3 separate regions of the Sus scrofa genome follow, and regions 1 and 2 are each linked to region 3. The links are chromatin contacts, called in public Hi-C and HiChIP or PLAC-seq maps. All regions are on one chromosome and are shown on one strand. The core of a region is the stretch at or near the end of the contact, and the rest is flanking DNA. Distances in the headings are between cores, read along the strand shown.

Evidence for each region. Hi-C and Micro-C count contacts between places; a contact is called where the count stands out from the background. HiChIP or PLAC-seq counts read pairs in DNA pulled down with a chosen protein or histone mark.
Region 1: a contact with region 3 is called in a Hi-C map of skeletal muscle, with 2.8 times the contacts expected there. The contact joins the promoter of YY1 here to the promoter of SLC25A29 in region 3. A contact is called at or near these places in 1 of 5 promoter capture datasets (liver), 14 of 47 Hi-C or Micro-C datasets (alveolar macrophages, blood, brain and 8 more) and 2 of 2 datasets of contacts at active chromatin or transcription factors (alveolar macrophages and skeletal muscle).
Region 2: an H3K27ac HiChIP or PLAC-seq map of alveolar macrophages shows a contact between it and region 3. The contact joins the promoter of WARS here to the promoter of SLC25A29 in region 3. A contact is called at or near these places in 11 of 47 Hi-C or Micro-C datasets (adipocytes, alveolar macrophages, epiblast stem cells and 7 more) and 2 of 2 datasets of contacts at active chromatin or transcription factors (alveolar macrophages and skeletal muscle).

The regions. Positions count from the first base shown.
Region 1 is chr7:121,128,848-121,133,565 of Sscrofa11.1, reverse strand. YY1 (transcriptional repressor protein YY1) reads right to left here and starts at 1,398. Exons shown (of 5, transcript XM_021099699.1): 1 at 628-1,398. The coding sequence starts at 1,297. It overlaps DEGS2 (sphingolipid delta(4)-desaturase/C4-monooxygenase DES2), which reads left to right and starts at 1,954. Exons shown (of 4, transcript XM_021099703.1): 1 at 1,954-2,056.
Region 2 is chr7:121,236,431-121,241,226 of Sscrofa11.1, reverse strand. It overlaps WARS (tryptophan--tRNA ligase, cytoplasmic), which reads left to right and starts at 3,083. Exons shown (of 11, transcript XM_003128728.6): 1 at 3,083-3,174. WDR25 (WD repeat-containing protein 25) reads right to left here and starts at 3,028. Exons shown (of 7, transcript XM_021099728.1): 1 at 2,944-3,028.
Region 3 is chr7:121,190,067-121,194,318 of Sscrofa11.1, reverse strand. SLC25A29 (mitochondrial basic amino acids transporter) reads left to right here and starts at 1,950. Exons shown (of 4, transcript XM_005656464.3): 1 at 1,950-2,367. It overlaps MIR345-1 (microRNA 345-1), which reads right to left and starts at 599; the gene lies at 520-599.

The DNA.
Region 1 (4,718 bases), core at 149-2,648, 60 kb after region 3:
GCGGGGACCTCGGCCGCCGCGCGGTGACAGGCCCTGCGGGCGCCGAGCCCGACGCGAGCGCCGCGCGCCGCCCTGGTCCCGCCCCGCCGAGGCGAGCGCGGCCGGCGCCTCCGCCCCCTTCGGAAGGCGCCTCCCGGGAGCAGTCGAGGCTCCCGGGAAGGGGCGGGGGGCGGCGCGGCCCCAGGGACGCCCCCCAGCGGCAGGCCACGGAAAGGCGCGGCCCGCCCGGCGCGAGGTCCACGCCGCGCAGCCCCGCCAACGCCCTGCCCGCGCCCCGGGGCCTCGAGGGCGGCCGCCCCGCGGACGCACACGCGGGCGGGGGCCGCGGACAACGGGCCGGCGGGGCGTCCGTTGGCCCGAGCGCGCCCCGCCCCGCGCGCCCCGCCCCGCGCCGCGCGGCCGCCCCGCCCGGGGAAACTACGCCATTGCGGCCTAGCGGGCGGCGCCGCGCCTCCGCCGCCATCTTCGGCCCGCCGCCCGCCGCCCGCCGCCCCCGCCGCGGCCCGCCATCTTTTGGGGCCGCCATACTTGCCCTGCGAAGAAGATGGCGGCGCCCATCACACACATAAAACATGGCTTCCCTTCAAAACAAAAACATCCCGGGGGCCGGCGCGCGCCGGCGCTCACCTGAGGACCACATGGTGACCGAGAACTCGCCCTCCAGGGTCTTGATCTGCACCTGCTTCTGCTCCCACTTCTTGTTGCCCGCGTCCGCGCCGCCCGCCGCCCCGGCCCCGCCGCCGAGGTAGCCCTTCTTGCCGCTCTTCTTGCCGCCGCCCTTCTTGACGCGGCCGCCGCCCGACGACGACGAGCCGCCGCCGCCGCTCTTGCCGGCCGCAGCCACGGTGACCAGCGTCTGCTCGATGTAGTCGTCGTCGCCGCCGGCCGGCGCGGGCACCGGGATGAGGATCTGGTCTTCGAAGCCGTCCTCGGCGCGCAGCCCGTCCGAGTCGTCGCCGCCCACCACCTCCTCGCGCGTCTGCACCAAGATCACCTCCTGGTGGTGGTGCACCTGGGTCGGGTCGTCGGTGACCAGCGGCTGCAGCGCGATCATGGGCGGGTGGTGGTGGTGGTGGTGGTGGTGGTGATGGCCCGCGTGCCCGTGGCCGCCCCCGCCGCCGTGGTCTCCGCCGCCGCCGTCCTCGTCGTCGTCGTCGTCCTCCTCCTCCTCGCCCACCACCGTGGTCTCGATGGTCTCCACCGGGATGGTCTCCACCTCGATCTCGTGCAGCTCCACGATCTCGGCCGGCATCTCCGAGCCGTCCGTGGCGATGTAGAGGGTGTCGCCCGAGGCCATGACTGAGGGCTCGGCCGCCACGGCCGCGGCGGCCTCAGCTCCGGGGCTGCGGGCAGGCGGGCGAGGAGGCGGCCGGCCGTGGGGAAGGAAGGCAGAGGGAGGAAGGCGGCGGGCGGGCGGGCGGGGGGAGAGGGGGCGGGCGGCGGGGGGAAGGGGCGGGCGCGGCGGCGGTGGCGGCGGGCTTCCCCGCCTCCTCGCCTCGGTGCGCCCCGCGCTCGCTCGGCCGCTGCTCGCCCCGGCGCCCCGCCGCGCCGCGCCTCGGCCGCCCGCTCTGGCCGCGCCTCCTCCCGCCCTCCGGGCCGGCGCTCCGCTTCCCCCTTCCTCCTGCGCCTCCGCCTCCTTCCACACAAATACCAACTCCTCACCCTGAGCCCAGATCTCGCCGCCGCCGCCGCCGCCACACTCCGCTCAGGCTTGGCCTCGCGAGACTTCCGTGCGGCCTCGGCCCGCCCCACCTCGCTCCTAACTCGCTTGCTCGCTCTCTCGCTCCTCCTCCTCTGCCAATCGGTCTGCCCGTTCGCCGCTGCCGCCCCGCCCACTCAACCCGGGCTCCTCCCGGATTGGGGCCGACGGGACGGCCCCCGCGCGCGCTGGCTGGCCGCTGCGCGTGACGTCAGCGCGCCGCCGCCGCCGCCACCGCCGCCGCGAGTCGTGCGGCTCCCGCCCTTCGCGGTGCAACAGCAGCAAAACCCGCCGCCCCGGACCCGGGCCGCACTCTAGAGCGGGGTGTCGACGCTGCAGCCGCCGCTTCGGGAGCCGGTGAGCGGTCCGCGCGGCACCCGGCGCCGCGTGGGAAGGGGCCTGAGGGGCGGGGCTGGGCGGGGCGGCCGAGCCCGGGGTCCTGGGGGGTGGGCGGCCCGGGGGTCGCGGAGGGGAGCGGGTGGGCGCGCGGGGCTGCCCCGGCGCCCCAATAAAGTCTGCTTTGAAGAGAAACGCCTGTGCCTCCTTTTTCGCGTCGGGCAGCTTTTGCTCTTGATTCCTGCCTGGCTTCGGGCAGGCGATGGCGACCGAGTGAGGGAGGAGGTCCAGGCGAACAAAGGCGGGCGAGCGAGCAGCAGAGGAAGGTGTTCGCCGGTGGCCACAGGCCAGCATCGCGCTGCGAGCACCGGTCCCCGGGCCCCGCTGGGTCCGGGGCCGAGCGCAGGTGGGCTGCACGCGGGGCGGGGCGGGGCGGTCGAGCGGAAGCGGCGCGCGGAGCCCCCAGGTCCACCGTTGGGAGGATGTCCGTTATCCTTTTGTGACCCGCGGAAACCTGAGACCGAGCCGTTGGGTGCCTGCTTCCCCGTAGATCTTAGAACTGCCGGATCCCGGCCGCTGGTCCTGGAGCTTGGCTCTCTGCGGCTTTCTAAAATTTCCCTCTGAGCCTCCCCTTCGCTCTCCAGCCAACCATTGTTTCTCTCGACCACCGTCTTCACCTGTTTCTCACTTGCGTAGATGCTCCTCCTTTGCCCACCAGGCTTTGCATTTGTCCTCTTGTTCAAAATCCCAGTTTTCCCTCCCTGTTCTCCTTTATACCTGCAGCAGAGCGTATGTTTTTCTTGGCACTAATTAGCGGCAAATTAAACCTTGATGAAGGTGGTTTTGTCTTTATTTGGTCGTCCTGACTTTGTGTTTGAAGCATTAGAAATAACTGGTTTTTAGGGAAGAAAATCACGAAAAGCTGCGAAGGTGTGTCTTTGTTACTCGTTGGGCCAATTGAACGGCTGTGTGAATTTTTTGAACGTGTGTATTTTCAACGTTTATACTTGTTTTTTGCAGTAGTGTTCTTGCAAGTGAATACCATGATTATTCTGAACTGTCCTATGTCAGTGTTAGATTCCACTTGTAACAAGCGGGTGTCTTTTTGAGAACTTAGAGCACGGTTTATATGTTTTGATTAAAGAGTGGTTTTGTCAATTTCATTTAGTTTCATTTTTAAATGGCATTGAACTTGATATTTGAGAATCTTAGTATATGAAGTGAAAAACCGGATCATTGTCTCTTTGAATCTGAGTTTTAAATCCTGAGTAATCTTAGATTGCTGCACCCACACAGTTTGCTGAAATCAAGCCTGTTGAACTAAATCGTTTCTGACTTCATAGCTTATAAATTCTGCGTAAATATTTCGCAAATGAAAACCAGTTGTGGGAGAATTTTTAGGGGACTTAATTAATTTCACTTTCCCCACTCTCTAGTAATTGATGGGAGGATGTCTCTGTATGTGGTTGGTACTTCCCCATAGGTACAAGAGAAAGGGGGGAGGTACCCAGTTGGGTGAACTGGCTTCTGAATCGTGATCTGTGGACTTGACAGTCATTTGGAGATCGCTAAAAAGGTTCACCTGTCAGGAAAGGTCCTGGGAGAAGGTGCCAAGCTGCTCCTCAGGGTTAGCCCAAGCACCTACTACAAGAAGAGCTTTTAAAAATTGCCCCAGAGCAGGTGATCTGTTAGGTAGGCCTGAGTTTTCTGTGGTGGCAGTTAGTCTCAACTCCCTCTTTTGCTCGGGAGTAGCTTATGGACCAACATGCAAAGACACTGTGCTGTCTTGGCTCTGGCCTGCTCGCATTTGCTGCAACCCCATTTAAAAGGACACATTGAGAGTTTTATCTTGTGGGGCAGTGGGTTAAGGATCCGGCGTTGTCACTGCAGCAGCCCAGGTCGTTGCTGAGGTGTGGGTTCGCTCTCCAGTTTGGGAACTTACATATGCCCTGGGCACAGCCAATAAATAAATAAGTAAACAAATGGAGTTCTCATGGTGGCGCAACCGGGGATTGGGGATGTCTCTGTAGCACCAGGACTTAGGTTCCATCCCTGCCCAGCACAGTGGGTTAAAGGATCCCACAGCGTTGCTGCAGCTCGGATCTGATCCCTGGCCCTGGAACTCCATGTGCCTCAGGGCGGCTAGAGATGAAAATAAAATAAAAGGATAGGTTAGGAGTTCCTGTCGTGGCGCAGTGGTTAACGAATCTGAATAGGAACCATGAGGTTGCAGGTTCATTCCCTGGTCTCGCTCAGTGGGTGAAGGATCCGGCGTTGCCGTGAGCTGTGGTGTAGGTTGCAGACTCGGCTTGGATCCCGCGTTGCTGTGGCTCTGGCGTAGGCCGGTGAACCTCTGTATGCTGCGGGAGCAGCCCAAGAAATGGCAAAAAGACAAAAAAAAAAAAAAAAAGCAGGTTAAAGAGTAGTTCCAGAGCATTTTATTCTGTTCTGTTTGGTTGTAGCAAATTGAACCAGCGAGCCTTCCCTCTGAACTTCTAGAGTCCCTTTGATTTGGCAACAAGACAAATGACTAATGCCACGTGATTAAACTTGGTATTTTACACCTAGGTCTGCGAGCTTTTACGCTTCCAACTCTGAGAGCAGAGACTGCGGCTGGTTCTGTCTGCAGCTCGGTGCATGGGATGGTTGCTTTTTGGTTCATCAAAAAATGGAGGCTCTGACA
Region 2 (4,796 bases), core at 1,834-4,333, 46 kb before region 3:
ATACTGAAATGAAAAGATGACCAGGCCTCACCACATGGCAAAAGCATGCCACCCTCGCCTTCACCCTCTCCCTTCTGCTCTAGTCCTTCCTTCTGTTCAATCTGCCTAGAATGCTCTTCCCCAGACAGCCCATCCTGACTACAAGCCAGTGGGAGAGACAGACCCAGGACACAAGGCCCAGGTGCCTGAGGCATCAGTCCACCCAATTTCGAGGGTGTGGCCCAAATCCAGCAGTTGTGCGACAAACACACAGATTCACACGACAGTGAATTTCCCCTTCCTAAAAGACTCTTCCTGGAGTTCCCGTCGTGGCTCAGCAGGTTAAGAACCCAACTAGCATCCATGAGGTTTCAAGTCCGATCCCTGGCCTCACCCAGTGGGCTAAGGATCCGGCGTTGCCATGAGCTGTGGTGTAGGTCACAGACGCGGCTCGGATCCCTCATTGCTGTGGCTGTGGTAAAGGCTGGAAGCTACAGCTCTGATTCAACCCCTAGCCTGAGAACTTCCACACGCCACAGGTGCAGCCCTAAAAAGCAAAAAATAATAATAATAATAATAATTAAATTATATTTTTTTAAAATGTTAAGTAAACATTAAAAACCATGCCCGGAATTCTGAATCATTATACATGATAAATTGTAGCCAGCTAGTTTCCCCAAAGACGTACCCCCTTCTGGAATTCAATTCTATGTGGTTAGCACGAAGCAAGGACACTCAAGGAAAACAAGGATACGGGACATGTCCTGGACAGCAGAGGGCGCGGTGGAGCAGCACTGAGAGCCCAGGCAGCATATCACTTCAGAGGAAGCCTACGTGCCCTACCTTAATACGCCACCCTGAGCTCCTCTTCCATCCCTGAAGACTCCCTGTGGGTCCTCAATTACGCCATTCCGACAGCCTATCTATCACCCCCATCTCCCCCGGACAGTGGTTTTCCCTGGAAGCGACCATCTCACCCCTCCCCTGCCTTTCCCAAAAAGGGTAGTAGCATTTGCCTGAAGGGCTCCATTGCCAAATAAGTTACACCAACATCCAAAAAATGCCAGTGGTCTGCCTCCTCCAAAAATCCCACCCCCACCTACAGTCCAATCCAGGCAGGTAACACCTTCTACACACAGAGCCATTGTCTAAATAAAACGTCCATCACAGGAGTTCCCGTTATGGCCCAGCGATAACAAACCCGACTGGTATCCATGAGGACGCAGGGTCAATCCCTGGCCTCACTCAGTGGGTTAAGGATCCGGCATTGCCGTAAGCTGTGGTGTAGGTTGCAGACATGGCTCAGATCTCACGTTGCTGTGGCTGTGGCACAAGCCGGCAGCTGCAGCTCCAACTGGACCCCTAGCCTGAGAACTTCCATATGCCATGGGTGTGGCCCTAACAAGCAAAAAAACACAAAAAAACAAAAGCAAAAAACTTCCATCACAAGCCAGCCCATCTCAAATGGAACAAATATAATGGACAAATTATAAATTAATAGAACACTGCACTGCAAAGGATTTGGCATTTCTTTTCTCTAAATACTTGCTCTGTTCCTGAAGCCCATCCTGATCAAACATCTCACCTGTCTCAACTCCTGGGCACAGCATCACCCACCACAGCATCCCGTTCCATCCCTCCAAAGAGAACCCACTAGGTTACCAGCACCAAGGCACCTGTCCTCAGCCATTAGAATGGATTCCTACCTACCCAGTTGTCCACAGATGTCGACTCACAGGAGAGGTCGATGGCCAGAATTAGAAATGAGACCTACAGCAAAAGATCAGAGAGCAGCGGAGTGAGAAGATCCCCACAAGGCAAGGCAGCAAGAACTGAATGAATGCAGGTAGATGAACCATAGCAGCATCTGCTTCATGTACATTTCATTCAGTCATTCAGTAAACATTGAAGGAGCATGGGCTACTTCCCGAGCCCCATACCAGGCGCCAGGAACACCTCAGCCAACAAGAAAGTGAACAATGCCCTGAGCTCATCATGCTCACGCACGGCGGGGGAAGACAGACCATGACCAGGTGAAACAAAGGATGTCCAGTGATGAGAAATCCCAAGGAGGAAAGTAAAACAGAAAAGTCGGCATGATGGTGGGCTTGGGCTGTTTCCTATGATGAGATCAAGGCAGGCCTAGGGCAGAAGGCAACGCTCTGGAGGAGGTGAGGAAGTAGAGGTGATGAGAAGACCGAAACAACAAAACTAATCAAATTGGGTAAGAGTGATGGAGGCAAGAATGAGTCAAGGAAAACAGGCAAAAACGGAGGTGATCGGGAGCCACTGGGAACAACAACAACAAACTTTAGAGGGAAACTGCTGCCTAAACAGGCAAAAGTGGGGAAAGGACATTTTTTCATAGAAAGAGGGAGTGATTAAACTAAGAAGAACAAAAAAATTAAAAATAAAAATAGCTAAGAACAGCTGGAAGAAAAAGTCAGGTCTTAGCAGAAATGAGGCTACAGGAGAGGGGAGCGGCAATGACAGTCACCTGCATGTCAGCTCCACCCAGGCAGGACTTTTTTGTGTGTTGTTCACTGTTTGATCCCCAGCATCTACAGATATTTGTGAAATGCAACCTGGTGGGAGGAGGGCACAGAGAAAGCAACAGGGATAAGATATTCTCATTCAACATTTCCTGATTACCTACACTGTGCCAAGCTTTATATTAGGTTTTATGGACAGACATTAAACACAAAACACACCTCCTGCGCCGGAGGCCACAGACTGATGAGGGCAACAAACAAGATACGACCAGAGGTGGGTTTTGAAGAATGAATAGGAGTTAGCCAGGTTGCCAAGAGTAGGAGGTGAGCATCGTCCAGAGCACTGCGCGACGCAGAACCGGAGATGTAGAACAGGCGAACAGCGGCGAAGGCTCGCGCGGAAGAGTGTGGAGCACTCGGGCCCCAGCCAGGTCCCGTCCCCTCCCGTCCCCCGGCCCGGCCCGCCGCTCACCACACACACCGGAAGCGCTCGGTCCTCCCGGAGGCTGTCCGGCCTGCACTCCGCCGCCCAGTCGCGTTCCGCGGACGCCGGGGCCCCAACCAATCAGCGGCGGCCTCTGGCCGCCACAGCCAATGATGACGCAGTCGATCCGGAAGTTGTTCCGGCCGGACGGCGTTTCCACGGACGCCCAAGCAGCAACCCGTGGCTGAGCCGGCAGTGCTGACGGGCCCGGCTGGGCCGGTAAGTGAAGGGATGAAAGAGGGAGGGAAGCCAGGGTGGCGCCCGATGACCTGGGCCTTCCGGAGCCGCCGGCACGCCGGGGCCGGGAGTATCCTCCTCAGAGCCCGCCTCGCTGCCCGCCGGGTTCTGGCAGCACGGGGGGCGCGGAGGCTGCCCGGGCGCCCCTCGCCCCCTTCCTCCCAGCGCCGCCGACCCGGCCTGTCGCCCACTCCCGCGGGCGCCGACCCTTCCTCGTCTCCCACCTCTGCCCTTTCCCTAAGGAGGGAGGCCCCGACTTTTACCAAGTGTCTGCCATGTGACAGGGGCTTTGCCTGCAGTATCGCACTTAGTCCCCTCCACGGTAAAGTTAGGAGGCTTCTTTATGCCCATTTCACAAATGAGGAAGCGGAGGATGAAGCGGAGAGGTAATGTGACTTGCTCAAAGTCTTGAAACAAGAAGGTGCCCAAACTGGGATCGAAACTCAGATCTGACCCCAGAACTCATGATCTTTCCACTGCATTGCGCCGCCCCCGTGAACGACAGCAGCAAGGAATTTACAGCCCACCTTTCTGCCCCCCAGGACTACACATAAAACACAGTTTTCATTACAGTTGTTCATACTGATGCTAAGAAGGAGGAACAGAAAGGGGGCAGGGAGATTTTTAGGAGGCCAGCTTGGAATAGAGGGTGGCTGATGCAATGACCAGCTAATATCTTGATTCCCAAGAGGGTTTCACTGGTCTCCACCCGCACTCTTTCCTGTACCCACCTCTGATTGGACAGTCCCATCAAAAAGGTTGGGTCAAGAGGCTTAAGCGTTTCTGAGAAACTGGGGGATTTATAAGAAACTCCTATGTGTGAGTAGTGAAGGGTGGGATAAACAAGGAAGGAAGAGAGAAGTCTTTTTCTAAAAGGAAACTGAAAGGAGGAAAGGACGACTATTAAAGAAGAGCTTGAGCTGCACGGGGCAGTCTCAGCTACTCAAGTGCCCGGTGGGACCAGTGGCCACCTCTGCAGTGTCTCCTGCAACCTCGGTATGTATTGCCACCTTCCCAAGGCTTAGAGCTTACTAGTATTTTTACCAGCCTTTTCCCAAAAGGCTGGAAACCTTGGCTTAGGGAGATGAGGGGTCAGGATTACACTGTTGTGCATTTTACTTCATCTCATTGGTCCCAAGTTCAAGTGATTCTCGGCTTCCATAGGGAACAGAGATCCTGGAAGAGTAGTTGCCTGCTGGGATTCATAGCTTGCCTTTCAGCAGCTTCATGTTGGCTGTCATATTTTTCACCCGTGAGGCCTCCTTAAATAGTTGATCTCCATTCCCAATATGTCATTGTAATACTCATGAGTATCTTGGGTCTGGCTTCATTTAAAATAATGGCTTATTTGCCTTTTAAGATAATTTTCATTTCATTATTTGGAGAAGAAAGGAAGCTTTCCTCCCAGTGTTTAAAAAAGGAAAAGAGGGAGTTCCCGTCGTGGCGCAGTGGTTAACGAATCCGACTAGGAACCATGAGGTTTCGGGTTCGATCCCTGGCCTTGCTTGGTGGGTTAAGGATCCGGCGTTGCCGTGAGCTGTGGTGTAGGTTGCAAACGCAGCTCGGATCCCTTGTTGCTGTGGCTCTGGCGTAGGCCGGTGGCT
Region 3 (4,252 bases), core at 701-3,200:
AGCCTGGGCCCCTGCACCAGCTCCCCCACCTGGATCCCGGCGGGATCTGCAGAAACAGGGCTCCCCTCCCAGGAGCTTTTCGGAAGCTCAAGAATTGCATGTCTACTGTGTACCAGGCCGCTGGGACCCTTCCCAAGGACCCCCAAGGAGTCAAGGCTCATGCAACCTGCACCAAGCGCGACATTAACTTAAAGGCACTTGCAATCTCTTAAAAACAACACAACGCAGGTCCTCCGTCTTCTATCAGTCGTTCCATATTAATATTCTTACCGCCTGGTCAAGGTACTTGATTTCCCTCTCAAATCTCCCCAAACAGGGGTGGATGCTGCAAGCATTTATGCTTTACTTCCTAAGGCCTCAGCAACCCAGGAACCCCCTTCCCAGGAGTGAGTTGCCTGGATGACGGTGGTCCGGTTCAGTGGCCATGGCCGTGGCCTTGGAGGCCTCCAGCTACCCACGTATTTCCACAGTCAACTCCTGCCTTGTGGAGCATGAGCTGGGCCTGAGGCTGGCGAAATGCAAACCCAGGCCTCCAGACCCCTAGTTCAGGGCCCACCAGCCATCACAAGCACTGGACTAGGAGTCAGCAGACCTGGGTTTGGGGGTCTCTTCGTAATGAATGTTCTATTTCGATTGGAGGAAGCATAAAAGGAAACCCCACGGGGTGGTCGGATTCCCAGTGGCCTGTGTATCACCGTGGTCACTTCCTACATACCCCTGCCCTATTTCCCTAGTACCGAGCATACGTGATCTTCAAAACCTGTCTGGGAGCTACATGTCCACTGTAACCCCCCTGCGGACTTCAGACACGGTGAAATGCCAGTACAAGAACTGTGAAGATCTGCCACCCGGAAATACCGCAGGAGCCTGAAGGAGGAAGTTGGGTCCACGCCTGAAGGTGTCATCTGACTCCGTGAGGGAGAAAGTGCCCAGCCAAGACCAGTCCCAACTGCGACAGCCTGGACTTCAAGTGGTGCTGGGGAAGGACAGCAGGGGGAAGTCACCAGCCAGGACCCTCCCCAGGGAGCAGGGAGGGTCCCTTGCCACTGCCAATCTCCAGGACAGTGGGAGAGGAGGCGGGAGCGGCGTCGGATTTGGCTCCTGCTTAGCCACCCCCCCAACCTCCCCCCACACAGCTACCCGCGTCGACCGCACAGCCCAGGGCCTTCCCACTTCAGCGCACACTCTACCTCACTCCCACCCCGACTCTCCAGCCCAAGGCCTCCCAGAGCCGCGGCCCAATGACTGCCCCCTCCGGCCACACACGCTAAGCCACCGCCCATGGCCGCGCCGCGATCTGTCCATCTCCTCGCAGCTCTGGGACCAGTCCAGGAATCTTCCCCGTTCTACAATCTTCCGCGGCTCCCGCAGTTTGCTCTCAAGTGCGGGGCCCGGCGTCCAAGCCACGCCCTTCGCCCCTCGCCCCTCGCTTAGAGGCCAGGCGGCCAGAGGGCCTAAGCCCATCGCCAAGTGGGCGCACAGACGGGAGGGACGATGACTCCCCAAAGGGGCGCCTCGCCGCCCGAGGATTAAGTATCACAAGTAGTGTCCGAGCCCACAGGCCTTGGAGGGTCCTGGCGCTCCAAGTCCATTCCCGCGGCGTGTCCCCATTCTACAGGCAAAGACCCTAAGGTTGGTCGGCCGAGTTGGGATCTGAACCCAGGGGTCAGGATCCCAGGCCGAGTCCAAAGCGAGCGCACGCCACCTCCCGCCCCGCTGACCCGCATCACACACGCCGGGAAGTTCCCGGGCCGTGCAGGCTATGGGCTCCCCGGCCGGGCTGGACCCACCGTCCGGCCGCAGCGCACACCCGGCTTCCTCTCCCGCCGGTAGCGGCGCGGGCGGGCGCACGAAGCACATTCTTTGTCTGCAGCGACTCTGCACCTCCCCCGCCCGCCCTCCCGCTGCGTGCCCCCCGCCCCGCCCGCCCCAGGTCCTCCCAGCCAATGAGGCGCGGCGGCGGCGCGCTGCAGCCGGGGTGTTGTCCGCGCCTCGCCTGCCCATTGGCTGAGCTGTGCGCCCCGCCGGAGCCGGGCCGGCACGGTCCGAGGGGCGGGGCGTGCGGCCCGAGGTGAGGGACCACTGGCGGCGCGCGGACCTCCGCGAGGGCAGAAGCGACACGGCCAGGGAGGGACGTGTGTCCGGCGAGGAGTGGCGCACTGAGCCGCCGCCGCCGCCGCCAGACCCCAGCCTGTGCGGGGCTCCGCGTCAGGAGGCGGCGGCCGGGCCGAGTCCCAGCCCAGCAAAGCGAGGGGCCCTCGACGGCCCCCAGCCCGGCGAGGGGCCAGCGAAAGAGAACAAGAAGGAAGGGCGGGCTCGCCGGGGATCCAGCAATGGCGCTGGACTTTCTGGCTGGATGCGCTGGGGGTAAGGAGGCGGGCGGGTCCCGCCCGGGTGCGCGCCGGGCCGGGGACTCGGGCGTGGGATGTCGGAGCTGGGAGGCCAGCTCATCTGCGAGCGCATGGCCCAATGGCTTACCCTGTGGCTGGGGTTCCCTGGTCTGTAGAATGAGATAACAGTGCCCTCGTCCCACGGGGCTCTCGTGGGCATGAATTGACACCAGGCCCGGAGGCCGACTAGCGTGCTCTCCGCGAGGGCGTCTCCGCGGGGCACGTTCGGACGAGAGGTCTGAGATTCCGAGGCAGCGCTGTGGCTGCCAGGGGGCTGCGGGAAGAATGCCCTACCACCGTCCTCGCCCTCCTCGCCCGAGGCCTGCGGACCGCGAGGCCCCAGGACATCTGCCTCCCCACCTCCCCCAGCCCGTGCCCGCCCACTGCAGGATCCCCTCCCCGGTTCCTAGAAGTTTGAATTTGGCTCCACCCCCCTCTCCCGCAGCAGCCCGGGTGGGGCTGGGGGCTGGGCCCACCGGACGACCCCCTAGTGAGATGGCCTAAAAGGAGTCCCGCTTTGGCACCCCGCCCCCTTCCTTGGCGCTTCTGTAAGTGGGCCTGACTCGCCGCCTGAGCCAGGCCTTGGGCTCACGCGTGCGTGACAGTGGCGTAGGCAGGTCCGAGGCACTGGGGTCCTCTCTCAGCCTGTGTCCCCAGGAAGGCCTGAGTCTGCTGCAGCGGCCAAGCCTGACTGGGGCGGGGGCCGGTGCTTCCCTGTCTGGTCTTCGGGTTCTGTCTTTACTGGTAGAGTGAATTGATTCAACAGGTCTTCCTTGGGAGCCCGGCTGGCTCTCAGGGATTGGGCAGTGAGCTGACAGAGGTGGCAGGGTGTCCCAGGCCCCAGTCCACGTCCCAGATGTCCCACGCTTCTCTTCCCCAGCACTTGGCCCTGTTCTGGCTCTTCCTCTGCTTAGCTTGGCTCTAATAAAGCTCTCAGCTACCTGCCAGCCTCCGGCACCCTGGAGGAGAAAGGGTGCCACCAGCAGAGGCCATAAGCATTTACGCTGCGGGTGAGGTGCTAGCTTCCTGCTCTGGGCAAGAAGAGGCTGGTGGAGGAGGGAGTGTGCCAGGGAAGTGTGGGGGCAGTTACCCAATCCCGCGGGAGGAGCCTGAGGGAGGGGAGAAAGCCCAGAGCTTTCAGGAATTGGGGGAGTGTTTCTCCCAAGGCCAGGAGGGCTCCGCCTCTGAGGGTCCAGCTCTCAATTCCCCCACCTCCGCTGGGCTCTCTACTTTTCCCATCCTCCTTGAGGGGCCTCCCCTGGTGTCCTGCCACCCAGCCCCTGGCCCCTCCTGGCCCCACCCCTCACTCCCAGGGCCAGCCCCCCTTTCCAGCTTCTTGGGGAGTGTGGGTTCTTTCCCTCGAGGTGCAGGGCTCCTTCTGTATTCACGCAGGTGTCCCGGGAGCCACGGAGTTTGGGACTCACCCAAAGGCGAGGCGTAGCCCCCCCCTCCCCACATACAGGCTGACAGGCCCTGCCTGGAATGCCTTCTGCCATCCTCACCAAGCCCTCCTGGGAGACTGGGTTGGGCAAGGCCGGGGTCCGGCACCCAGGGAGCTCTAAGTGCTCCACAGCCCCCACCCCACCCCCACTGCCCTGCCTGGGTCCAGGTGGAAGCCCATCTACTCCCGTATTGTGTGAGCGGAGGTGCGAGGGGCTGGAGGGTCTTTGGCCCCCCACCCCAGGGATCCTCTTCTCCTATTACTCGACCCAGGAGAAACCTAGACCCTGAGAAGGAGAGAGATGAATGGAGAAATCGCACTGCACTCCTCCGACGGGGCGGGGGCTGCCTTCCCCTCGCCTCATGGGCTCAGGACAGCGACCTGATTGTGTCCCTGGCAGAGGTGCCGTCCAGGGACCTTG